2 separate regions of the Delphinus delphis genome follow, and region 1 is linked to region 2. The links are chromatin contacts, called in public Hi-C maps. All regions are on one chromosome and are shown on one strand. Each heading gives the region's core, a stretch centred on a gene start, on an enhancer-like site or on the middle of the called end of the contact. The rest is flanking DNA. Distances are from core to core; before and after follow the strand shown. Region 1 holds the start of FBXO11 (F-box protein 11). Region 2 holds the start of PPP1R21 (protein phosphatase 1 regulatory subunit 21).

The links. A called contact is a pair of places that touch in the nucleus more often than the background predicts.
Region 1: a contact with region 2 is called in a Hi-C map of lung, with 5 times the contacts expected there. The contact joins the promoter of FBXO11 here to the promoter of PPP1R21 in region 2. A contact is called at or near these places in 2 of 3 Hi-C or Micro-C datasets (lung and muscle).

Annotation. Positions count from the first base shown.
Region 1 is chr12:51,214,817-51,220,425 of mDelDel1.2, forward strand. It overlaps FBXO11 (F-box protein 11), which reads left to right and starts at 1,894. Exons shown (of 23, transcript XM_060026668.1): 1 at 1,894-2,217. The coding sequence starts at 1,977.
Region 2 is chr12:50,786,280-50,792,238 of mDelDel1.2, forward strand. It overlaps PPP1R21 (protein phosphatase 1 regulatory subunit 21), which reads right to left and starts at 3,800. Exons shown (of 22, transcript XM_060026652.1): 1 at 3,705-3,800. The coding sequence starts at 3,800.

The sequences.
Region 1 (5,609 bases), core at 644-3,143, 430 kb after region 2:
CTCTCCCTGCCCCTCTCCCCACTCCCAAAATACACACTTTCCCCCCTCACCCTTACTTCCCTTATTGTACTTTGTAACCACTTAGCCATCCATCTCAAACCTAAGACAGCAACTGATCAAACTCAAACGAGAAAGAAATCACCCAAAGGTCGAAAATCAGAGAATCATTAAACTGCCGGTTTTATCATTTCCATAAAGTGATAAACAAAAGAGAGCGGAGAGAATTAAGAAAGGATACTTTTTCAGTCATCTCAACAGCAGCTAGGGAATAAAAACACGTTTTCCTTGGGGAGAGATTATGCTGAGGGGACCAGATACAGATACAAAAGGTAATTCCCCTTGGGGTTTCTTCTTTTTCTGAGTTTGTGAGATCTAAAAAAAAAAAGAAAAAAGAAAACTGAACACAACCTCAACACATTTACTTCTCTCCTTTTCTCACATATTATTTCCCCAAACATTATACAGACCACGTCTCCAAAGTAAATTGACCAAAGGTCTATTGCCTATTGACCAAAACGTTTTCAAGATTTAGGTGACTCCTCTTAGACTACGATTAGGAACCGACTCCAAACTTCGGTTACCAAGCTCCAAGCTCGGTAAAGTGGATCTCCAAGGTTTGCAAATACCCTCAGCTTGACTAAAGGGCACAGAATCTCTAGCGCTCCCTACAGCTCAGACTTTGGACCTACCTACCACAAAAAACCCAAGTTACAAAGATTGGCTACCTCGCTCTACTTTTTTCCGCTTTAAAAAATCGAGCGGGGGGCGGGGGGTGCCGAGGTTGAAACGGCGAACCGAAGGATTAATCACTTCTCCCCATTACATCAGCAGCCCCCGCCCTTTCCTCCGAGCACCTCCTCTCCCAGAATCGTCGCTACGCACTAGCGCTCTCTTCACCCAACCCCCGCTCTATTATATGCCCTGATACCTCCCCATTATCACCCGCCCCACCACACTCCCCCTCTCCTCCTTCCCCCCTCCTTGGCTGGGGAGGGAGGAAACCCGAGAGAGGAAACAGGGCGTTGAAGGAAGGGACTTGGCGATAAGAGCAGAGGCCCCATTGGCCCGAAGGTTGTATAAGCGCCTTCCATTGGCTGCTTTACCGGAATCCCCGCCCCTCGACTTCCCCGCCCATTCGCCCCTCCCCCGACGCCCCGCGGCCCTCCCCCGCGCCCCTAGCCAGCCCCGCGGCGGGGAGGGACCGACTGGGCGAGTGGCGGCTCCGGCGGTGTCAATGGCTCCTCCTGCCACGGAGCAGCAGCAGAAGCAGCGGCGACGGGGCTGAGGAGGAGAAGGAAAGGCTCCTTTAAGGAGGAGTTACGACGACGCCTCTTTTTCCCCCTATCTCCTCCCTTCACACTCATTTCCCCTTCGCCGAGGAGAGAAGGGGGGGAGGAGAGAGAAGAGGCCGAAGAAAGAGAGAAAAAATTCCTCTCAGAAATCTCTTTCAGGGGGTGTGGGGGGGAGGAAGAGGAAAAAAAAAAAAAGAGCCGGGCGCCCCCTGCTCCCTCCCTCCCTTCTCTCCCTCTCTTCTCCTCCTTCTCCCTTCCTCACCCGCCCGCCCACTCCCCCCGCCGCCGGAGACGCCGCTCGGGAGTCGGCGGGACCGGGGTCTGTCTCCTCAGCCGCCGACGCCGCGCTTCGCCTCGGGATCCCCAGGCGGGCGGACGCCCTTTCTTTCTTTCTCTCGCTCTGCCCGTCTTTCTGTCTCCGTCCCTCGCCGCCGCCCCGCCCGGCGGCCTCGGCCTTCCCCGTGCGTCAGGCCCGCCCGCCGGGCCTCGCTCGGTCTCTGTCTGTCTCCGCGGGCCTTTCTCTTGACTCGGGGTCTCGCTCGCTCCTCCGCCCTTACCATCTCCCCTTCCTCTCACCCCTTTTCCTTCCTCCCCCCTCTCCCCACCCCCTTCTCCTGCCCCGGAGCTCGCGGTGCGTGTGCGTGTGTGTGTCCCTCCGCCGACGCCGCCACCTCAGCCCGGCAAATGAACTCCGTCCGAGCCGCCAACCGGAGACCCAGGCGAGTGTCGCGGCCGCGCCCGGTGCAGCAACAGCAGCAGCAGCAGCAACCCCCGCAGCAGCCGCCGCCGCAGCCGCCCCAGCAGCAGCCGCCGCAGCAGCAGCCTCCGCCGCCGCCGCAGCAACAGCAGCAGCAGCAGCAGCCTCCGCCGCCGCCACCGCCGCCTCCGCCGCTGCCCCAGGAGCGGAACAACGCCGGCGAGCGGGGTAAGGCCGCGCTCCCTCCCCGCCGCCCGCCGGGTCGGACGCCCGGCTGACCGGGACCCGCGGGAAGGGAAGCCGGGGCGGGGGCGGCCTGTGCGCCCGGGGGTGGGAGACGGAGGTTGAGCGGAGGCGGGTCCCCCGGTGCCGCAGTGTCAGCTCGGCTTGGGCCCCGGCCGGCAGGAAAAGCCGCGGCTTCCCGACTCGCCCGGGCTCTCGCTCAGGCCGCGCTTTGTTTGGTTTCGGGGGCTTGGCACCCTCTCCCCCCACCCATCCTTCTGGCTTCTCGGCTCGCTCACGGACCCCGCAGGAGTCTGTTGGTGGGTGGGGGAAGAGCGAAGGGTGGGATTTCCCCCTTCTCGGCAGTCTTCCACGGTTTGGTCTCCCGTTTCTAATTGGAGGTGGGGGGAGCGGCTGGGAGTGATCGGGTGGTTGGGGCTGGCTGGGGAACTTGTTTTTCCCCCTTTTCTCTGTTAGCCTCCCCCTTCCTGTGGAGGAGGGGAGAGGGGGACTCGGAGTGGTCGGTGGTGTTGGCCGGGGAACTTGTTTCCCCCCGCCCCCCTCCCTAAGTCACGGGGTAGGGGGAGCAGCTTCTCTTCTCCCAACCCCACGATGTTTGCTGCGCAGTTTGGCTTTAGTTACAGAACCCCGGGGAAGGACCCGTTAAAGCAAGACCTTTAAGTAAATGTAGAATCCATCGGCCATTTCCAGCCCCCTCCCTCGTGTGCAGTGCAGTTACCCTTCCGCTCTATCTACACCCCTCTCGCCTGTACCCCCGCCCCGGCGTACCCCCAGGCCACTGTGTTACTCCTCCATCTCCCAGTGGGATTTGAACGCCCCTTCCTTAGAACTGGCCCCTCGGGAGAGAGTGTGTGTGCATATCTGTGTGTGTATGTGTGTGTGTGTGTGTGTGTGTGTGTGTGTGTTGTGTCCAAGGCCTAGTGAAATGTGTCATTTGGACTCAACTGTGCAGCTCTGTCTGGTAACCACCATTGTCTAAGGGCTGAGGCTCCGGAGGGTTGGATTCTTGCTTTAGCAAAAATAATGTTCAGTTCTACTTTGAAGATGTGGTTATTTGGGGAGGTTCAGGAGGTGGGGTGTTGCACCTTGGTCTCCAAATGCAACTATTCTCTTTATTAGCTGCTCTCAGTGGGGGTGGAGGTCAGTACCGTATTTATGTATACGGTTGTTTTAAGGAGGAGAATTGTTAGGAGACATTTTGCGTGTTTTCGTTGGCGGATTAAGGTTAATTTTATGTGCGTTGGTTGTCACACCTCCTTTGATTAAGGGAATTAAGATTAAATGCTTTTTTAAAATTATACATTCTTTCCTTAAAAATTGTTTTATTGTTCTTGATTAAAATACTTAACAAATGAAAGAGGGAGATGATAATCTGAAAAAATAGTTTAAAGGGTTTTCACTAGTCACTGCTACAGATAGTCCTTGTGAAAGCAGTTTTCTATATGTTGCTTGAAAGAATGTGATGTTTCAAGCCAGTTAGAGGTCTTGTGCAACATTATTGGTAATGTGTTTTAATGATTCTTGGATACATTTATAATTTTTTTGTAAATTAAAAATATTTGTAGTTTCAACATTTCCCTTTACATTTGCATATCAGGGTTCTCCTGTGTTCCATTCAAATAATATTCAAGTCTCCTTCCAGAATTGGTACTATATGTAATAGAGTTGAATATTTTTTGAGAAAACAGTGACACTGGATTGAAATCATAATACGGATTCTATTGCTAGAAGTAAGCTTTTCCAAGATGTACTGATTTGTTAATTTACGTTAACAGTGGATCAGATCCTTTCAGCCAAACTTAGTCTCATTGTGTAGTTTTAAATGTTAATTCTGAATCTCCTTTTCACGATTTGTGTGTATTTTCAAACTTAGTTGAGGTCCTTATATCTTGGTCACTTTTCTTCATTTGTTTGAAATTATTAGCTTCTAAAGTCTATTTCCTTTTGAAGTAAAGTGACTTGGTAGTTGGCAGTCACATGCTGGAGTGTCATTTTTCTTTTCTTTGATATCCATAAACTGACTAAGATGTTCATGAATCAGAATTTCAGTATGTGCCCAACCAAATGGTAAATCATATTCACTGTAGGGTTGTTACTTTGCTGCTGCTGGTAGGAACTGTTCTGGAGATTCTATGTTGGCACAGAGGGGGAAAGAACTTGCTGATTAGCCTTCAGGGAAAATGCTGTGGGTCTTTTGGAGGGCAAATAAATGGCCTCAAAATGAATGAAACATTAAGATGAATTAAAAGACTAAAATAAAAAAGATTTTGCTAGTTTTATGTAAAACATATGTCATTCTTTGAAAATTGGCATTTTGATTATATTTTAAATGTACAGTTCTCATAATGATCAGAAGCTAGTAGCCAAGAAGAATGCTTTTCATTTTAACAGTTTTATGGAGTATGCAAAGTGTCACTATTTCTGGTTTAAATAGGAAAGGTTTTTTGTTTGTTTGAAAATATGCTGGGTTTCATAATTTTGACAAGGTAATGAAGGAACTACAGCTAATGTTGTGCGTGTGCATGTTTTACTTTTTACTAACTTTTAATGGATATGTAACTCTTGCATTAGAGTCTTAGATAGAGTTACATAATAGTGCATCAGACAGCTTTCCAAGTAGGGAATTGAAGTGAGACTGTTTCAAGGCAACTTAAGTTATTTCAATCTATATAAAAGAATCACTTATTTCATGTAAAGGGTGGACTTAAGGCTTTTATAGTAATAAAAGTTATAGGATAGTGTATTTTTTCAAGCAAAAATTCTGTCAGAACTGGTTTTTAGTTGCTTCTTTGCCCTCATGTTAATTAGTCTAAAAACTTCCTTGACACCTCCTTTGTATTTGAATGTTTGTAAATGGCCAATGTTTAAAGAAGAAAGAAACAGCCTTATGGAGCGAAATCTTATGAGGACTTTTCAAAGCCTTGCTTGGGGGAGATTTTCTTACACCCCACATTGAGAAATAATCAGCCTCCGTGTTTCATGGAATGCTTTCTTCATTCATTTTACCCGAAATGGTCCACTGTCTAAAGAAGGAATACAAATCATGAGCATTTTTAGGCTGTTAATTTAAAATCCTGAGTTTAGGATTTCACATACCACTTTAAGCTGGTAGAAAATAATTTGTGTTCCACATAGGGACCCTTTGATAATATATTGCAGATTCAGTGAAACTGAAAGTAGTGTGGGGTTGGATTTTATATATTCGTTTTCTTTTAAAATCCTAAAAGGATTTAGTTTTTGTAACTTGTTCTGCTGAATTTATCTTGAAATCTATTTGGTAGTCTTTTTTTAGAAGTATGTATGAGGAAAGCTTACAAGTCTGCAGAAGTGCTATGTATTCTGAGCATTTTCAGTTTCTAGTTGTTAAAATTGATTAC
Region 2 (5,959 bases), core at 2,550-5,049:
GGCTGAAATCAAATGAGCCAGGACTGCATGCTCTCAGCCTCATCTCCAGAATGAGATATACCAGAGCATCAGAAGCAGAGCAGGCCGTGGAAGAAACACCAAGTAAGAAATAGTCTTTGAAAAATGAGGGCTTGATTAACTTTCCCTCACGTCTCAAAGGGGCAGCCTCTGTCTATTACCTATTAACTTCATAAATCTCTGAAAACCAGCTTCTACATACCATTCGCCTCCCCCAAACTCTGTTAAACCAGAAATGTTTAAAGCCTCCAGTGATCGCCTAATTGCCCAAACCAGAGGGTCTTAATCTCCACTTTTACTGACCTTTCCATAGCACTGTTTCAGCAACCTGTCCACCTCAGAAATTCTCACCTGCTTCGGCCTCCATGGTTCATCTTTTATCTAACGAAACTCTCAGTCTCTTTAATGGGAGCTCCTCATACTGCTTTTTTCCTTCTCAGGGGGAAAAAAGATGATGATAGAAGTTACAAAGGAAGAAATGGGCCCCTTCCCGGAACACAGGCCAAGATCTGCATTAAATAAGAATGAGAAGATTCTGCAAATGTCCTTGGTTTAGGGATCATGCTTGCTGCTCTCTTGATTTGCAGGCCTCCTTCTACATACTAAAAGGAAATCTTTTTTCTTTGTATCCTAAATAAGGAAAAAGAAAGATGTAACTGGATTTCAACATCAGCCCACAATTTCTGCACCGGGGAGGCTATCAAAAAGGTAGAATACCCCCTTCCATAGGCACAGGGCTGAAGGTATCGATAGCATAGATCTTATCTAGAAATTGCTTGGCACTAGAACTGACAGGCAATAAAAAGCACATGAAATCTTTTGACCAATCCGTGTTCTCACATTCTGAAATTTCCATCACACTGCAATTAAAAGGATGAAAAATGTTCTGGCCCAATATGGGAGATAACCTGAAGTCTGGCAGACCTCCTATAGTCTCCTCAGCATTTCCTCCTACTGTCACATCCTTCCCACAGGTGTTCCCCAAAGAATCTACCTAAAGTGATTAACTCTCAAAGTTCAACTATTGTCTTTATAGGAACTATTGTCTTTATGGGAATTATTACAAAAGCTTTGGCCTTTGTCCTGACTTTCAGCCAGTCCCTCTCCACTAGAAATTTTCAGCAATTACCCCAACATCATCTCAAGCTACTATGTGAATAAGATAGCTTCAATGTACCTTCCAACCATAAATACTATGATTGCACCTAAACTTCGCTCCAAACTGGCTCACCTTTCTGCCCACCTTCCTCTGCCAGTGGCAGTGGTGTTCCCTCAGAGCAGTCCATGGGTCACCTTCAGGGTCAGCTCTCAGTCTTCCCTCACTCTTCACGTCCCACAGAATGAATGAGACACAAGGATGACTACCTCGACACCTTTATATCCTTCATAAGGTTGCTGCTATGCGTAAAGCAGGCACACAGAGAAGAGGTAAACTAAACCATATTTTTTAACCATAATTCCTAAATCTAAGCCCCCCTCTCCATCTCAACAGCCACAAAACTTTATTTAATCCTACGTTACACTCCGCAAATTCTTCAAAGAGCCTATAGTCTGGTCTTCTTTTCACCAATCTTTCCCCATTTCAGTCCATCCTCCACACAGCTACCAGTTTTCTTTCCAAAAGCAATGTCACTCTCCTGTTCGAAAACCTTTAACGTCTCTCCATTACTCAAAGTTCAAACTTTTTGACAACCACAACCCTTCATGATCGGGTCCAAATTATCCCTCCAACCATATTTCACCACTCTCTGTCGTGTATCTGAACATGCCTTCATGTCAGCAAACAGAGACTGTCTCCTTTGCCTGGAGTACTACCATCCATCCCTTCCTCCCTATTCCCTACTCCCCAATCTAAGTAACTTCTACCCTTACCCGCCATTTCTTCTGTGCTCCCACTGAGCTAACACTTGTCATCCTGTATCATAATTATGTACAACAGTTGAACATTCTATTAAAGGGTTCTCCTTAAGGTGGAACTCTGCCTCACTCAACAGGGCCCGGCAGATTGTTCACAGGTGGCACTAATTGTCTGCTGAACAAAAGAGCTTACAAATCCAAAATAATAAAATCTTTCAAAGTTTTTATTACTTCTGGGAGGCTATACAATTATTTCAGCAATGCAACCACTGTGCAAAATATTTCTGGAAACTCTTCTGCCATTTGGAATTGCCTTGTGAGCTTGTTTACTCTCCAGAAGAGAAAATCAGTCCCCTTACTTTATACTCATGAAACATTTTCACCCAAAAATAGTAGAGCCAAGTTTGAGTACTGTCATCCTCCACCCACCACACTTCATCACATGGATTTGTTCCAAATAAGTTCTGGCCCTTTCAAACAAAAAATATTCCTTCAAAGGATAAAAACTTGCCATCACTAACATCATGCCACAGGCCCTTAAGGCAAATTCAAATGGAAACACAAGAAGTTTTGCCAATGGTAGCACCCATGGAATAAGTGTAGCATCCCAAAAGGCTCCCATTTGACGGTCAAAAGACTTACGTGTGTATGTTTAGGCACAGGTTTTATTTTTCAAAGAATATTTCATTTTGCCCTGCTGCATATTTGTTACATGAAATTTTAAAATGTGTCTCAGTTTCTCCAAACTGTAAAAAAGGGACTAAGTCTTCCAGTTGCTCCCATGAATACCAAGATCATTGAAAACGAAGTTTAATGACTAATGAATCAATTTCCAAAACTGTAAGATTCTGCTTTCAGTACTTCATTAGAATATTCTTGAGGCAGAACCACCCTACCCATTAAAGCAGCACCACCCTTCTCCGAGAAAAGGGTTCCATCGTTTAAAATACTGATGCCATAAATACAACAAAGGGACAGGTCCCTACTTTGCTTAATTCAACATGTATTGAGCACCTGCTGGGTGCTCTTCCCCAGTCCAGGTGATCCAAGAAACAGAGAGATAAAAGGACACAGCCCTAGCACTCAAGCTTTCAAACTCATTTTCAGACAACATCTTGCCAAAGCACTGAACCCATTCATAACCACCCATCTCTGGTGAAGCAGTTTACACGCATGACTCTATTTACACTCCTGACTTGACTGGGGGCAGATAAATCTCTTTATCCTCATATCATCCCTGTGGGAAAGGAGAAAACTTGATCCTTCCCATTGCTGGGCTGGGAAAATTGAGGAAGCAGCCGTAGAGGGATGGTCCTCACCTTTCCCCGTCCCCTCCCGACCAGCACCAGAGGCGGAAACCAGGATTTCTGACATCCCAGTCCAAGCCCGCTAGTTCAGTGAGAAGGAAGAATCAAACTCCTGCTCCTTCCCGCAGAAACGCACACGGACCCAGACACCGCCCGGCCCCATCTCCTGAGAGCTGCAGGTGAAGGCACGGTAATGGTGGACAGAAGAGGCGGAGGAGAGAGAAGGGGCGCGCTCACGTTCCCCCCTCCGCCGTCCCCCTGTGTCCCGACAAGTCGCTGCCAAGGCAACCCGAGGCCGCAGGGCCGGGGACCCCCTACTCCCCGCATACGACGGGTACCTTCGAATACTCCTGAGCCAGCTTCTGGTATTTCCCCTGCAACTCTGCCGAGGCCATGGCCTCCCCCGCCCCGTCCAGGCCAGGATGCCCAGGCCGCTCAGCCCCGCCCCCTCGCCCCCAACCCCAGACACGCTGCCTGGTACGGTTCCGCCAGAGCCTGCCCGCTCTGCCACCACCGCCGCACCTCCTCCTCCACTTCCGGGTTCGCCCGGTGAGAGGAAGGCGGAGTGGGGCCGGGGGCGGAGCGACCACCGGGGGCGGGGCAACGTCTTGACATCATGGCCCCCACCCTTCCGCGCCCGAGCACATGCGCGCGCAGGCTCCCCGGCGCTCCTGGGCTCTGCCTCTGGGACTGGGGGGCGCCATCTTGACGCATGGTCCAAGATGGCGGCCTAGAACAGGGAAGGAGAGAATGAAAAGGGGAAGAGAATGAGAGCCCACAGAATGGGCGGGGGACGGTGGAGAGGGGCGGTGGTTGTGAAGAACCGAGGACCGGAAGAAGAGACATTCTAAGCGCATCAAGAATTCTGGCCGGACACACCGCCCTACCCCGCTGGTTCCCATGGCAACCGTCTGGCGTTTGATGGTTACGTCTTTCAGAAGGTGCACTGAGAGAAAGACCTCTGTATTCCGCTACCTCGTTTTCCGGATATGGTAGCCCCGGACATGCCCTGCATTGTAAACTCTCAGACCTCCCCCAAATTTATAACGCTCGCTGCTGCCACCCTCCCCTGCTCCAGACCAGACAAACCTCCATTGTCTTATATTTTGACACTGAGATGTCTTTGTGTCCATTCTCTACCCACTCCATTCGCCCACCCCTGCCACCATACGGGGACTACATCAGAGCCTTTTCTCAGTGGACTGGGAAACAAACCTTTAGGAAATTTCAGGGAATGACCCCTGCCGCTCAGGCAGAGAGAGTGGACGTTAAGGACAAATAACTGGACGATTGAAGCAAAAAATAGTCTGCCTGAAACATTTTATGCCGCTTCATTCATTAAATATGTTTTGAGGACGTATTATATGTTAGCTATTCTAAGCATTGCATTTATTGCAACATTGAAATGTTCATAGAGGAATGAATAAATAAATTCAGAATATATGTTTGCCATAAATTACAACACAGCAGTTTAAAACTCATAACCTAGATCTGTATATATCTGCATATATCTGTATATATCAACATGACAAAACACTGTTAAATGTAAGAAGCAAATTGCAGTATATACTACAGCATGAAAAGATACATTTAAAAAATATGAAGCAACATTTATACTGCTCATGGACACATGAACAGGTACTAAAAATAGAGAAACAAGAACTGGAAGGATACACATCAAATTCTGGGTTGTGATTGCCTCTAGTGAGAAAAAAGAAAGGGAAATGAAAAGGAACAAAGGAGCATAAACTTCATTTTCATTTAATTTTTTTCAAGTAAATGTGACAGGATGTTAACATTGATTATCCAGGTAATAGGGACAGGGATGTTAGTTATTTTGGCATTTTAGAATGCTTGAAAATTTCCATGATTAAAAAAACTATCCTGGTTTCTTGTTTCACTATGAGTAAGCCTGGGATTTTATAGTGAAAGCCTGAGCCCATATGCACTTTTCAGCCATTATAAAGTGTAAAAGGATTACAGACTTTTAAAAATGTTCATTATATTTTTCAATTTGCTAATAGCCAAGTCCTGCTGTCCAGCAAACTTGCAGAATTTTTTTTAATTATTATTATTAGTTATCCATGGCACCACCAAGCGGCAGAATTAAATATTGTAAGTGTATTTCTGTGGTTTGTAAGGTAATGGAATTTTCAATTATTTAAAAATAAAATGTCATTTCAGAACTAACATTCCAAAGAAAGAATGTGCAACTTTGGCTATAGAGCCTGTGTAAGTTTATTTTACTGAACTGAGAAATTTATGTTTCCACTGCTTAATCTGGTTGTTCTGTCAGATGCATTGTTTCCAGATCTCAACTAATAAATCTGAATATATTAAAGTTAGGAATCTATAGACTGAGAACCCTGTGGAACTTCCTATGGTTGTACAGCTAATGACCAGTTATGACATTGCGTTACTTAGATGTTATTGTCAGTCTCTGAGTGAACATCATTTCCTGTTGCGGTAGAGTCATATGTTCTCTATCTTTACATACAACTGAAAGTCAAGCACTTGTTTCAAGCTTCGAAGCTCTGTCCTTTGAAATCATACGTTCTACTTCATAATAGCCTGCTATGTGCAGCAGCTATTACAGTGACATTGGGAGACCAGCTAGCCCCACCAATACCTCCCCATACAGTCATTAAGATAACTAAGTAAAGATTTTCTCTGGCCTGGTTTCACATCCCCATGGCTGGTCACCACACTTGATTATTGAGATAATGGACAACGAAGAGTGCTTATATCGGTGGATATAAGGAAAGGATTAAAGAAGG